Regions from separate parts of the Mus musculus genome. Here regions 1 and 3 are each linked to region 2. The links are chromatin contacts, called in public HiChIP or PLAC-seq and capture Hi-C maps. All regions are on one chromosome and are shown on one strand. The core of a region is the stretch at or near the end of the contact, and the rest is flanking DNA. Distances in the headings are between cores, read along the strand shown. Region 1 holds the start of H4c11 (H4 clustered histone 11). Region 2 holds the start of H4c8 (H4 clustered histone 8). Region 3 holds the start of Zkscan8 (zinc finger with KRAB and SCAN domains 8).

Region 1 (4,514 bases), core at 1,748-4,247, 1.8 Mb before region 2:
ATAGAGTGGCTATGAGCTATTAGGAGGATGTACTTCAAATCAGTGTAGATGTTAGCATGTTGTCCTTTGGCAATACGGAGTGAGCTGGTTAGAGCCTATTGTGAAAACGTTCCCACTGGGAGGTAGTTTGTCGAAACCAGTTCAGCTGAGGTGACAACCACAAAAGCTGGCTGTGGGGTTGCTGAGTTATCTAAAAGGGAACTTCCATCCACAAAAAAATAGATGTGGGAAGTGGTACTGGAAGAGAATGGAACAGGCAGTATGACCAGGTTTAGAGTAGGTCTAGGGGCCAGAGTGGCTTGGCAGTTTTCCAGGAATAACAGATGAAAGGCCTGGACCCATGAGGGTCCCAGGAGAGAGAGAAGAGGGCCTCAAGGGATGGATAGGTGTTGTTGGAGTATAAAGTAACAGGCTGGAGCATGGAGACTTTGAGAGCCTCTTGGGAGAGTTCAGCACCACTGCTAGAGCCCGCAGAAATGGCTGCCACCCGCACACAGTAGGGTCCATTTGTCTACACAGAAAAGCGACAGGTGGGAGGGCATAACAGGTTGGGCCAGGACACCTGTTGCTGCCCCCAGCCTCTCATCAATAAAGAGGTAGTAGGGCCAAGAAGACTCTGAAAGAGCTATATAGCCACGTGAGTGAGAGTCCCATTGGGGGTTTCCTTGGCCACTTGGTATAGTGGCTTAGCCATAATAGTAACACTGGGGATTCAATGTCTGAAGAACCAGGTCACAAAAATGAAAGAATCTGATCACAACCATTGGGGGCTGTAGGTCCCTCAGAGGCCACACACAGTTGCAGATAAGGGTCTTAGAGCCCTGGCTAAGTTGAATCCCCAAGTATATTATGGCAGAAGAGCACAGTTGACTTTAGACACGAGATGCTGCGGTGTCTTAGGGTTTCTGCTGCTGTGACCAAAACACAAGTTGGGGGGAAGGGTGTTTATTTGGCTTACACACCCAGATCACAGTCCATCATTGGAGGAAGTCAGGACAGGAACTCAAGCAGGGCTGAGGGCAGGAGCTAATGAAGAAGCCATGGAGGGGTGCTGCTTACTGGCTTGCTTCTCATGGATTGCTAAGCCTGCCTTCTTATAGAACCCAGGACTACCAGCCCAGGGATGACACCACACAGAATGGTCTGGGCCCTCCCCAACCTATCACTAATTGAGAAAATGCCTTACAGCTCTATCCTATGGAGGCATTTTCTCAACTGAAGCCACTTCCTTTCTGATGACTCTAGCTTGTGTCAAGCTGACACACAAAAGCAACACAATTGCTCCTTGTCAACTTGACTCACAAGCACAGCACTATCAATCGTCCACTAGATGGGTCTGGTCTGCTTGCTGGCTGGCACACATTCACACTGTGTGAGAGTGAGAGTGGAGGCCTGGATGATATAAAGGTCGTGCCTCATGTTAATGACTGGCGAAGGGACCGGAACGCCTTAACACTGGCAGACCGGTTGACAGAGAAGGATCCTAGCAGTTTTTCAATCTGGGGAGGTCTTGAGGAGGAAAAGGAACATGAACTCAACAACACCCTCAACTCCAACTGCTTCCTGGAGAGGGCAGAAGGGAGCACAGGTTTGGTGGGACCCTGTATAAGAGGCTACAGGGGAGATTCCAGGGGTAGTAGGCCAGTGTGGATGGGGCCAGGGTGTGGGTGTCAGCAACGAAGTAGAGGCAGGAAGCAGAGTAGGCAGGGAGGGTGGAAGTGGATAAAGGGGAGAGGGTTAACCTATAAGTGGAACCTGTAAAGAAGAAGGAGGAGCAGGGAGGAGGGGAAGAAGGTGGGTAAGGGGAAGAGGCTAATTGTGCATGGCCTTTAGCTCAGAGGGGAAGACAGAAGGCATTGGTATAGGCAAGAAGACTTCAGTAAGCAGAGTATGTGATTTTTGGGGGGGGGGGGTGGGGGAGGTGGGGTGGGATTGGGAAAGGATTAGGTGGAATAGGAGAAAGGCCTGGGTGCAGAGAAGAAGGCTGTCCACTAGACAAAGCACTTAGTGTGTAGGAGGGGGAGAGAAGAAGAGAAGGGGTGGAGACCCAGTGATTCAGATGACGGTTGCTCGAGGTCTGAGTCCCTGTATGTCTGAAAATGCTGCAACCTTGGCCTAAGCCATCGAGCACTACAGACGGAGGGACAAGAATTCAGTTCCCCCAAAACGTGAACAAAGGGAGTCCAGACCATTCTTAAACCAGCAGAAAATTTCAAGATCACGAAGGATGTTATAGTCAAGAGTGCCCTCTAGTGGCCATCCAGACGGGTCAGCGTGTACTGAGGGCAGACCAAAGAACAAAGGAAAGTCAGGCATTTTGGATTCCAGCCCACTTTGGATAAATTTTGAAGTAGGCACCCCAAGGGCGACTGAGATAGTGTTTAGACCCTGTCTTGCCCTTTTCCAAGCCAGGGTTGGTTGCCAGAAACTCTTAGGTGAGGGTGATGACATGTTAGCCTGAAGTTTTCTCCAAGCATATGGGGTTGAGGGAAGGACAGCAGACAGGGTTTCCCAGATTGTGTGGTGTGAGCAGGGGTCCAAGCAAACTGTGAACTGAAATCGGCTTAAAGGTTTCTATAAATTCTTATAAACATATTAAAATGGCCTTTTGGAAGTTTGAACTAAAAAAAAAAATTGAAATGCGGTTACAATAGAGAAGGAACACAAGGTAATTCAGAGCACGGTTTGCACGGTGGAAAGTGTGTACTGAGCACCAAAGCGCCTTAGCAGCCGCCTGCAGTGTCCTCTCTGGACGGGGTTACCGGTTGTTAAGGGGCCGCTTGGCTTTCTGTATTTTGTGCAATCAGTGTACTGATTGTGCGCTCGATTCTCCAAACTCTTAAAAGGGCGTGAGGAGCTAGTTCCCTCAGAAAGCACAGACAGGGAAACAAAAGGCGCCCTTTTTCTTTTTGGTAAGTCTTCCCCTCCCCCACGGCCGCGGGCGCAACTTCCCGCCTCCTCCCTGCAGGTTCTCATTTCGGTCCGCCCGCTACAGTATAAAAAGACGGCGCTCAGGCTCCCGGTCAGCATCTCTGTTCTGAGCTGTCCTGAGTGCAGTCATGTCTGGCAGAGGTAAGGGCGGGAAAGGGCTCGGTAAAGGTGGCGCTAAGCGCCACCGCAAAGTGCTGCGCGACAACATCCAGGGCATCACGAAGCCCGCCATCCGCCGCCTGGCCCGGCGCGGGGGAGTGAAGCGCATCTCCGGCCTCATCTACGAGGAGACCCGCGGTGTGCTGAAGGTGTTCCTGGAGAACGTGATCCGCGACGCCGTCACCTACACGGAGCACGCCAAGCGCAAGACCGTCACCGCCATGGACGTGGTCTACGCGCTCAAGCGCCAGGGCCGCACCCTCTACGGGTTCGGCGGCTAAGCTGCTCGCTTACACTATATTTCCCTAAAGGTCCTTTTCAGGACCACCACATCTTTTACAGAAGAGCTGACGCTTGTTAACTGAGAACTGGAGTGAAAACGGCTCGTAACAGGTTGTCCAATCAGAACGAACATGTATGTGCTTAATTTGCATGCGGAACAATGCTAGGAAAGCTGAATAGTCCTGTCAAGTGGTGAGTTCACTAGGTGTTCACATGGTTTCACTCTTTTTATTTGTTCTAGGCAGTTTTATTATACTTGCCCATTTTTCTGCTTCCACCTCTTAAGGATGCTTCCCTACTTAAGTCATTTCATACCTTGCGACAGACCACTTAAGTTCAGGATTTGTACATTCAGTTGTGTAGAATGAGGTTGATCTGGCTTTATAAACTATGCTGTCTCGGATGCAATAAAATTCTGAATAAAACTGCCAATATGGGGGAGGTGTGAATTTCTGAATTGAGTTTTTATAAGCCATAAAACTTTAATTAATAAATCATAAAACGGCCAAGAGTCAACAGTTAATGAAGGTACACTGTTACTACGTTTACACTTCCACATAAATGTCAATAGAAACAATTTAAGTTGTCCAATGCTTGCGTTTAGTCTGTTCCACATGGGAGAGAGCATGTGGTTTTGCTTAATACACATTCTAATTCCATGTATTTTCCTGCATGTTTTATGACTTCATTTTTCTTTAGAGATGAGTAATATTTATGTATGTTTGCTTGATTAACAAATTTTTCATTATCCATTTCTCTGTAGATGGGCAACTAGGTTGATTCCAATTCTTTGTTATTGTGAATAAAGCAGTAATTAACATTGAGGTAAAAAAATATCTCTATGATTCTCTATATTCTTTGAATATATGCTCAGGTTTAAAATAACTTTGTCATATTGGAGTTCTATTTTTAATTTTTTGAGAATATCCGAACTGATTTCCACAGTGGCTGTATTGATTTGTACCCCACCCCGCACCCCAATACCAGTAAATCAGAGTTCCCTCCACATCCTTGCCAACATTTGTTGATGGCTTTCATCCTAACTGAAGTGGTATCTCAAACCACTTCACACATTAAATAGTTTTAATTTGCATATCCCTGATGTCTTGGATTATTGTTGAGCACTTAACAATAGTCACTGA
Region 2 (4,184 bases), core at 689-3,188:
CCATGCTGGCAGTGTACTTAATGTAGCATTTAATTTATGACCAGTAAGCATGTGGTCACCAGGCAACCAGTTCCCTGGAACTATTCGAACTCCTGTTGAACAGACAGTACTAGACTGCCATAGCTGATGCACACTCCTGTGGCTTTCAGCTGGAGTGATGGATGTCTGACACCATGGAGGAGAGGACAAGAGAGCCTTCTCCAGTCTTCTCCTTCGTGACAGTCTTTTCCTGTATTGTAGTCTTTCCTGTAATCCTAACTACACACGCATGTAGTTACGGAAGGACTTCCCCAAGTCACTGAACTGGTGGGTAGTTATGGGGCTGAGATCAATTTTATTCTTGCAGCTCATAAAGTAGTTCTTAAAAAAAATTTTCACTTTTTTTTTTTTTTTTTTGGTTTGAAGCAAAAAAAAAAAAAAAAAAAAAAAAGGCTGATCTTTACCTTTAACCCCCTCTGAGAAGAAATAAAGTCTTCCATCTCTACAGCCTAACAGGAGAGAGGCCTTTGGATTTCTGTTTTCTGATCCAGTGAAAAACTATTTTAAGAAGACACAGTACAGCTTGTTGGCAGAGGCAAGAGGAGCATTTCAAGGTCACTCAAAACAAAGTAACCCAAAATATCTGTACTGATTCTAGACTACTTACTATGTTTTTTTTGTGTTTTAACTTCTAGGACAGTGTGACATATAAAATTTGAACAGGAATCTTTACTGTGAGAGAAATAAAAAAAGACAGTGAGTACAAAACTTGAAAAATAAGCGTAGAGAATAGCAATAGCTTAGCAAAGATTTATCTTTGTGAAAGTGGAGACTAATGTCGGTAGCAGAAGTGGTTTTCTCAGTCAGACTTCAACTGAAGACCCCCACATCCTCCCTTAACTACACACACTTTTCTCAAAACACTACCTATTGTTGTCAAGATTAAGACTCTAGTAATTGCAAAGAATATCTATAGGGACTGATCAATGAATGTATTCCTACCACCAGACCCTTGAAAAATAAGGCTTTATGAATTATGTATAGAAGAAACTGAGCTCTGTTCCTCCACTCTTACACTTGTATTCACCTTCGTGTAGTGATTTTAGGTTTTATTGGGCAAAATAAATCTGACTTATTACCAAGAGAACACATGAGTTACCACTTGAGCGTCCATGTAAAAGTTCCAGTTCCGTTTTGCAGAGATCGATTTACCTCACGAACTTAACTTTAGGAGGAGGGAAAAAAGAAAAAAAAAAGTCCAGATAGCAGAGGATGGTTTCGATCCATCGACCTCTGGGTTATGGGCCCAGCACGCTTCCGCTGCGCCACTCTGCTACTTAAAGAGAGCCTTTCAAAATATTATACTTAACTTTATTTGCAGTTGGTGTTTCTCTACTTCATACAAAGGCCTGCAGGAAGGCACCTTCTAATTTTTGTCTACCTAAAGGCTAATATTTGTTGGGAATAATGTCGCTAATGAGTCAAAGAGAAAGCAAAATTTGGACTAGATCAGTAAACATTAACATACTAGTAAGTAATTCGACAAAGGAGAAAACAATACAGCGCGTCTTAGTGACCAACCACGCATTTACCTGCGCGAAGAGTTTGGGATCAGGTTTGTCCTTAAGTCGAGATAGTGGAAGAAATGGTGCTATTTTCTCCAGTGTTTAGTCCTTTACAGCCGAAAATAAAAACATGGGAAGCGAGACCTCCACATCAGTATTTGTGATCGCTTGGCTCACCAAAGATCTCCTGTCTTTCTAAATTTGTTACAAGTGACAAATATGTATTGCTAAAGAAACTGTTTAGTCTGAACTCGTTAAAATGGCCGGGAAGTCCGGAATGGGGACAAAGGACCCAGCTCAAGGAGCGAGTACAACGAACGTTGGTGACGTCACTAGGCATTGCCCATGCCAGGGGCGGGGCCATTGCAGGGGGTTTCAGTCTTCAATCAGGTCCGAAAACACTGCATATAAGTAATGTGCCTGTGCCTTCCACTCTGTTGAGGTTTTTTCTTCAGCAAGTACACCATGTCTGGTCGTGGCAAGGGCGGTAAAGGTCTTGGCAAAGGCGGCGCCAAGCGCCACCGCAAAGTGCTGCGTGACAACATCCAGGGCATCACGAAGCCCGCCATCCGCCGCCTGGCCCGGCGCGGGGGAGTGAAGCGCATCTCCGGCCTCATCTACGAGGAGACCCGCGGTGTGCTGAAGGTGTTCCTGGAGAACGTGATCCGCGACGCCGTCACCTACACGGAGCACGCCAAGCGCAAGACCGTCACCGCCATGGACGTGGTCTACGCGCTCAAGCGCCAGGGCCGCACCCTCTACGGATTCGGCGGTTAAGCGAATCTTGCTTCTGACCTACAAAACCAAAGGCCCTTTTCAGGGCCGCCCACATTTTCTTATTAAAAGAGCGAACATGTGTTTTACGTTTTGAAATGATTGTGCAACGTTAGCAGCGTTGTGTAAGTACGTTAATCGACTCACTATTCAGGTATTTACAATCCAGGTTGGCAAATTCTTAAATTATATTCGGGCAGCGTGCATTTATTGAAGTAGGAAGTATAAAGTTTTTTGTTTATATGGTGCAGGTTGCAAGGACAAAGCGCGAGAGCTAGCGGCTGCGCAGTTTGGGACTAGAGCGTGGGGCGGGCCTGAGTGCACAGCACCGACGGTGGTTGGCTGTTTCTGTGCTTTGGAGCGTCTGCGCAGACTGCGGAAATCCGGCGTGTCCTGGAGACCCATGCAGTGTGGGCTTTTCTGGCACTCACGGTGGAGAGGTGTTTACTAAAAAAGGAATGTTTCATTAAGGTTGGGCATTAGATAAAGTATTAAAAAACTGGTAGTTCTAATATGCAACTTTATGGGAACGTCCCGATTGTTAACATGTAGGAGTGCATTCGTGATGGATGTTTTAATAAAATCTAAGTCAGTATAGGCAGTTTTGATATTTTCGATGTGGTCTAAGTGTATCTTCAGGAATTTGGTTTCAGCCAAGAGTGATAAGATTTTAGAGTACTGTACACCGAAAGTTTGGGGCTAAATGTCTCCAAAAACAAAACAAAACGAAAACAAAGAAACCCCCCAAAAGTCAAAAGAAAAACTCGACAGAAAAGATGCTTTTCTTCATGGCCAGCAATCTACTTGTATGATTATACTATGAAATCACAGAAATTCAGGGTGTTAATGTGATGTTTATTTAACACTTTGTGTGTGTTACTAGGTGAATGAACAGTTTACAGGATTTTGGGTCTCCTTCCACCGAGGGATCCAACTCAGCTTAACAGGTTTTGCAGAAATACTTTTCCTCATTGTTCAGCCTTCTGACTGTTTCTCGTCATCGTCATCATGATACCACCACCACTTTTTTTTCTTTTTCTTTTTTGAGACCGTGTTTCTCTGGGTAGCACTAGATGCCCTTGAACTCTGTGGACCCGGCTGGCCTCGAACTCCAGATATACCCTTGCCTCTGCCTCCCGAGTGCTGGGATTAAAGACCTACCCCAGCACCTCCTGTTTCTCATCTTTACTTTTAAAGATTAGGGTTTCTGTGGGTAAGCGAAAAGTATCATATACTAATGGAGGTTAAGAAGTTGTTTGAAGAAGAAAATAATCTGAGGCTTGAAAAGAGTAATCTGAACACAACATGTGTCAGCAACTGTTCTGAGTTCTGGAATTTATAAGTATGAATAATTTAAATGTATATGGGTGTTTGTGCACCATGTGCCCAAGAAGGCTAGAAGAGGGTGCTAGATCCCCTGAAACTGGGGTTTAAGGCAGTAGTGAGCCACTATGTATGTGCTGGGATGGGCCTCAGGTGCTCTGGAAAAGCAGCCAGTGCTCTTAATGAGTGAGTGAAGGGTTCCTTGTTCATTTTGTTGGAGTTTGCTCTCATTGAGGTGGGAACTACGGTAGGGGTTTGAGCTGAGAACAGGCAAGACCTGAGTTAAATGTCAAAACAATGAATATAGATGTTTGATGAAAACTAGTGTCAAGGAAAAGTAGTAAGGAGGCTTCTACAACTATTCAGTTTGCGGAGGACATTGGTTTGGATCAGTGGTCTGGGCTATGAAAAATAGGTTCTGTGTATGGTTTTGCAGGTTTAAGGTCTACCTTTAAACAATTTTAATTTTAATTTGACCAAAAATGGGACTATGGGCAATATTAAAAGTATTGAAGGTTGGAGCTAGAGGTGCCTTGATGGTAG
Region 3 (4,322 bases), core at 790-3,289, 2.0 Mb before region 2:
CTTAATTTCATACTCATCAAAATTTTATCTTGATAGAATTAAAGAACATTAGAGCGCTATATTTACAACACAACATAGAATGTGTCTAGATTTGTTTTAAGAGTAGAGGCTCCAGGTCCAAAGAGCTCACTTTGATGTCCCTGTTTCTTTGTGGGGAATACATACACTAATGGTTTCTGTTCTTGTTTATATATATATCCCTTGCTAAGGCTGCAGTGGTGACTTCTCCTTGACTTTGGTTAAGCTTCTCATCATTCATGTTACTGTCTTCAAAAAAGATGCTTATAAATGTACCCTATTTGCAGACTGTAGATAGATATAATCAAATTAACATGAAGTTATAACTGAAATAAGATAGGTCCTCAATCCAATATGACTGGTGTACTGTTAAAAAGACACGGGGCTCTGAGGGACCGTTCAGGAGATAAAGGTGCCCACTGCTGAGCCTGACAACCCGAGTTTACTTTCCCAGAACCCACAAGGTGGAAGGAGAAGACAGACTCCTGCAATTGTCCTCTGACCTCCACTACGGTACTGTGGCATGAGTGGACCTTACCTATCCTCCCCAAACAAAACAAAATTCTCTAAGGTTGTTTTCAAACTGGTGATTTCCCAACCCTAGTACAGCATGCAATTAATTACGGGCATGCACCAACATACATGGCCATTTCATTCTCCTCTCTAATAATTTTGTGCATACACATTGCAGTGTTGGAAAGTACCTACAGAGAAACACTGATCCCTACACACCATCCTTGAAGAACATCTGGTCAGGATGATTGCCTTATGAACGGAAAGGCAACAATCTTAGGCTTATTCGGGATCGAAAATGTTAAAGCCTTGAAAACTAAGGAAGGCACAACTCAAATACTGGCTTCTCAAGAGATGCAGGAGATGTACTTTCCTTTCTGATTAATTAAACTTGAGAGATGTCTGAGAACCGAATACAAACCAGGAATGATAATCTCCAGGTTTTAGAGATTAAGAAGAAGTAGATGAAACAAACATGCTTTGTAGTTATCTGAAATGGCATTCATTCATTTTGTTTGTTTGTTTTGGAGATTTTAAAAGTTATTTTAATAAGGCTTGAGCATGAGGGTTAGGAGAAAGGCACTCAGGAGAGGGCCAGACGCACAAGCGTGGCTATGGGCTTCTCAAGGAAGTTGCTTTGATGAATGCTTTTAAGACTGACATTTTTATATTTAACCACAAGGAACTCAAAACGTGCACATTCACTAAAATGATGATTGCTGCATAGCAATACTTAAGTGAATCGGACAAATAGAAGTATGTGGTCAAGTGGTGGTCAACGTCTTAGAAATCCAACAGAGATTACTCATGAATGACCCGAGTTTTGGGAATGGGAACCTACCGAATTTTCAAGATTCTATTTCAGTTAGCTTTAATAAACTAGGTAAGCAAAGTATTCTGAATAAGGTTTAATTTTGTTACCCCAGAATTACTTAAAGTATTTCTTTTGCATACAACTGTTCAGCCATTACATGAACTACTTTCATAATATACTTCTTTTATGGGTAGAAAAAAAAAAAAAAGAGTAACAAAAAAAAAAAAAATCAAAGATTTCCACGTGGGGTAGAGGCTTCAAAAGAAAAAAATTATTATCTTTAAAAATGAATTTTGAGACCGATCGGCAAAACTGCTGAGTAGAAACAGTTGGTACACGGGCCGGCTTTACAAGTAAGAGCGAGTGCAAAATTATATACATGATGACTGGCGATGAGGAGAGCCATCCCGTAGGAAGTTGGGGCCGGGTGTCGGCCTGCTCAGCGGCGGCAGGCCCTGAACCGACCCGCTCCCCGCTCTCGGGCCTCCGCTGCCCGAGCGCCCCTGCTCGGCCCAGCGCACTCACCGAGAGCTCCCCACGCTGCCCGAGGGCGGGAGGCGGCACAGCGCGGACAGGGAAGCGCGCGAGGAGACGCGACGGACACCGAACCCGAGCGGGACCCCTGCAGCCGCTAAGTTCCAAACCCTTGGAGCCGCAGAGCCGGGCAGCACGCATCTTGCCCCACAGCCACTTCCGGAAGCTCTCTAGGAAGCTCGGAGGTCTGACAGCTCTATGGTAGGCCAGCAAAAGGACCGAGCGCCCTCAGCTACACCAGGTGGAGGGCGGCTATGCGGGACATCCTGAGGAGTGACATAGCTTTAAGTCACCTAAGCTTTTGTCTGGCCAGCCTCGGGCTTCAGGTGACAAGTTTAAGAGTTGGGTGGCTGATCACAGATCCAGAGGCCTGCGCTGGGCTCAGGAGTATACTTAACGGATTTCTCTTTATTCTTCTTAGTTACCTTGTGCTTTCCCATTAATGCTTCATGATTACTCCAAATTCCCAACTTTCACTGCGTATTGAAGAATTTAAACCTTTGTAGTTCCTAGGAACAGTAGTATATTTATAAAGTTCCTACTGACCATTGCTTTCTCTTTGACTATGAGTGTTCTCATCCTCCAGATACTTATGGTTGGAAACAACAAAACGTCTACAAAATAACCAGACCCCTAACTTAAAATTTAAATAGAAAATTGGTGGAAAACAATGAACATTGGTTTACTTTTTAATGTCAAAGACAACTTTTATCTGTTTCAACTTGTTGAGATAGAGTTGGTGAATCTCATTCTCATCTCGAGGAAATGAGGCAGAGGACATGTGAATGTCTTACCTAGTGTCATATAAACGAATGGACAAGCAAAGAACTAGAACAGAAGGGAGAAGTCATATTCAGCCAGGAATTGCCAAGCTTGGGTCACAAGTGAACACAATAGACAGGGTTACATTTTGTTGTTTTGCTAGTTTAGATCAAGTCTCTCTGTAGCCCTAGCTGGCCGCAGGGCAAACTTCCTGCCTCACCTTCCCAAGTGTTGGGATTAAAAGCATAAATCAAGTGATTATAAATTTGGGATTATAAAATTGGTATTATAAATGTAAGTCAATACAAATAGGTTAAAGCCTTCTGAAGTTGATTCCTCTTTCAAAACAACTAAATTAGAAATAAAAGAATATTTGACTCATATTCTTTGATTCAAGTTTTTAAATGATGATTGAAGTTTTGCCCACATTATGGGCACTCGTGGTCTCTAAGGTAGATTCTGTCTATTAATCCTGAGCACTAAGTAATTTTTGGTACTGTTCTCTTTTTAGTAGAACTAATTTACTCTATAAATTCTCTGATACCTAGTTAGAGCCTAACTTATACAGGCTTTCCACACTTTATGTACCCATAGGGTTTTAGCCTATATGGATTCTCTGATGTTTAATAACACCTCTGTGCCCACTGAGATCTTTCCCATACTCTATGTTTATAGGACTTCAGTGTGTGTTCTATAATTTCCAACAAGATGTTCTTGTTGAATGAAGGTTTTTCTGCATTTATTACATGTACTGGCTGGTTCTGTGTGTCAACTTGACATAAATTAGATTCATCAGAGAGGAAAGAGCCTCAGTTGAGAAGATGCCTCCATGAGATCCAGCTGTAGGTCATTTTTTCAATTGGTGATCAATGGAGGAGGGCACAGTCTATTCTGGGTGATGCCATCCATGGATGATAGTCCTGGTTCTATAAGAGCGAAGGCTGGACAAAGCAGGGGAAGCAAGACAGTAAACAGCCTTCTCCATAGCCTCTGCATCTACTCCTGACTCCAGGTCTGCTTGAGTCCCTGTCCTGACTTCCTCCAATGATGGACTATGATCTAGAAGTGTAAGCCAAATAAACCCTTTCCTCTCCAATTTGCTTTTTGGTCATGGTGTTTCATCATAGCAATACAACCCTATACAAATTGGTACTGGGTATAGGGTATTGCTGTGACAGACCTGATTATGTTTAGGGGGAGAAATGTGGAAGGACTGGACATTTGGGCTAGAAGGACCATTGATTGTTGAAACCTCAGTGTTCTGTAGGAGCTTGGAAGACAAGAATGTTGGAAGCAGTGCTGAAGACAGAGGCTTGGAATTTCCCTCTGAAATTCCAGAGGGAAGATTAAAGATTCTATCAGGGCCAGTTGCTGTTTTGATGTAAGATTCTGTGGTTAGAATGTAAGATTCTGTAGTTAGAGCAATATTTTGATTTTATAATTGACAATACTGGGAATTCCACTTTGTAAAAGCATGTAGTACAAAGTAGCACAAGTATGGTTGTGGTCATTTCAGATATTGCTGGGAATTCTGTCTTAATCACAAACCAAAACTAATTTGATGATTTAGTTTTTCTTCTTGACAGGTTTCATAAAGTCCAAACTGCCTTCAACCTATGTTTCTGAGGATGACCTTGAACTCTTCACATACTTCTACCTTGACCTCCCAAGTGTTGGGATT

What was found. HiChIP or PLAC-seq counts read pairs in DNA pulled down with a chosen protein or histone mark. Capture Hi-C pulls out chosen DNA fragments and counts their contacts.
Region 1: a contact with region 2 is called in an H3K4me3 HiChIP or PLAC-seq map of pro-B cells, with 14 times the contacts expected there. The contact joins the promoter of H4c11 here to the promoter of H4c8 in region 2. A contact is called at or near these places in 12 of 39 promoter capture datasets (the HPC-7 cell line, cranial neural crest, embryonic stem cells and 7 more), 18 of 484 Hi-C or Micro-C datasets (B cells, DN3 thymocytes, the STO cell line and 11 more), 18 of 115 datasets of contacts at active chromatin or transcription factors (T-cell acute lymphoblastic leukemia, VIP interneurons, acute myeloid leukemia and 12 more) and 4 of 9 other capture datasets (adipose tissue, liver, macrophages and 1 more).
Region 3: a capture Hi-C map of macrophages shows a contact between it and region 2, with 5 times the contacts expected there. The contact joins the promoter of Zkscan8 here to the promoter of H4c8 in region 2. A contact is called at or near these places in 4 of 39 promoter capture datasets (the 3T3-L1 cell line, cranial neural crest, hippocampal neurons and 1 more), 2 of 484 Hi-C or Micro-C datasets (B cells and olfactory sensory neurons), 1 of 115 datasets of contacts at active chromatin or transcription factors (astrocytes) and 2 of 9 other capture datasets (liver and macrophages).

What each region holds. Positions count from the first base shown.
Region 1 is chr13:21,732,037-21,736,550 of GRCm38.p6, forward strand. H4c11 (H4 clustered histone 11) reads left to right here and starts at 2,998. Exons shown (of 1, transcript NM_178210.2): 1 at 2,998-3,420. The coding sequence starts at 3,060. The coding sequence ends at 3,371.
Region 2 is chr13:23,529,106-23,533,289 of GRCm38.p6, forward strand. H4c8 (H4 clustered histone 8) reads left to right here and starts at 1,939. Exons shown (of 1, transcript NM_153173.4): 1 at 1,939-2,373. The coding sequence starts at 2,010. The coding sequence ends at 2,321. It overlaps Gm11335 (predicted gene 11335), which reads right to left and starts at 1,823. Exons shown (of 2, transcript NR_167693.1): 1 at 1,572-1,823. It overlaps n-TMcat9 (a tRNA gene), which reads right to left and starts at 1,314; the gene lies at 1,243-1,314.
Region 3 is chr13:21,529,075-21,533,396 of GRCm38.p6, forward strand. It overlaps Zkscan8 (zinc finger with KRAB and SCAN domains 8), which reads right to left and starts at 2,040. Exons shown (of 6, transcript NM_139141.4): 1 at 1,871-2,040. It overlaps Gm32724 (a long non-coding RNA gene), which reads left to right and starts at 1,995. Exons shown (of 5, transcript XR_001780870.1): 1 at 1,995-2,080; 2 at 4,228-4,322.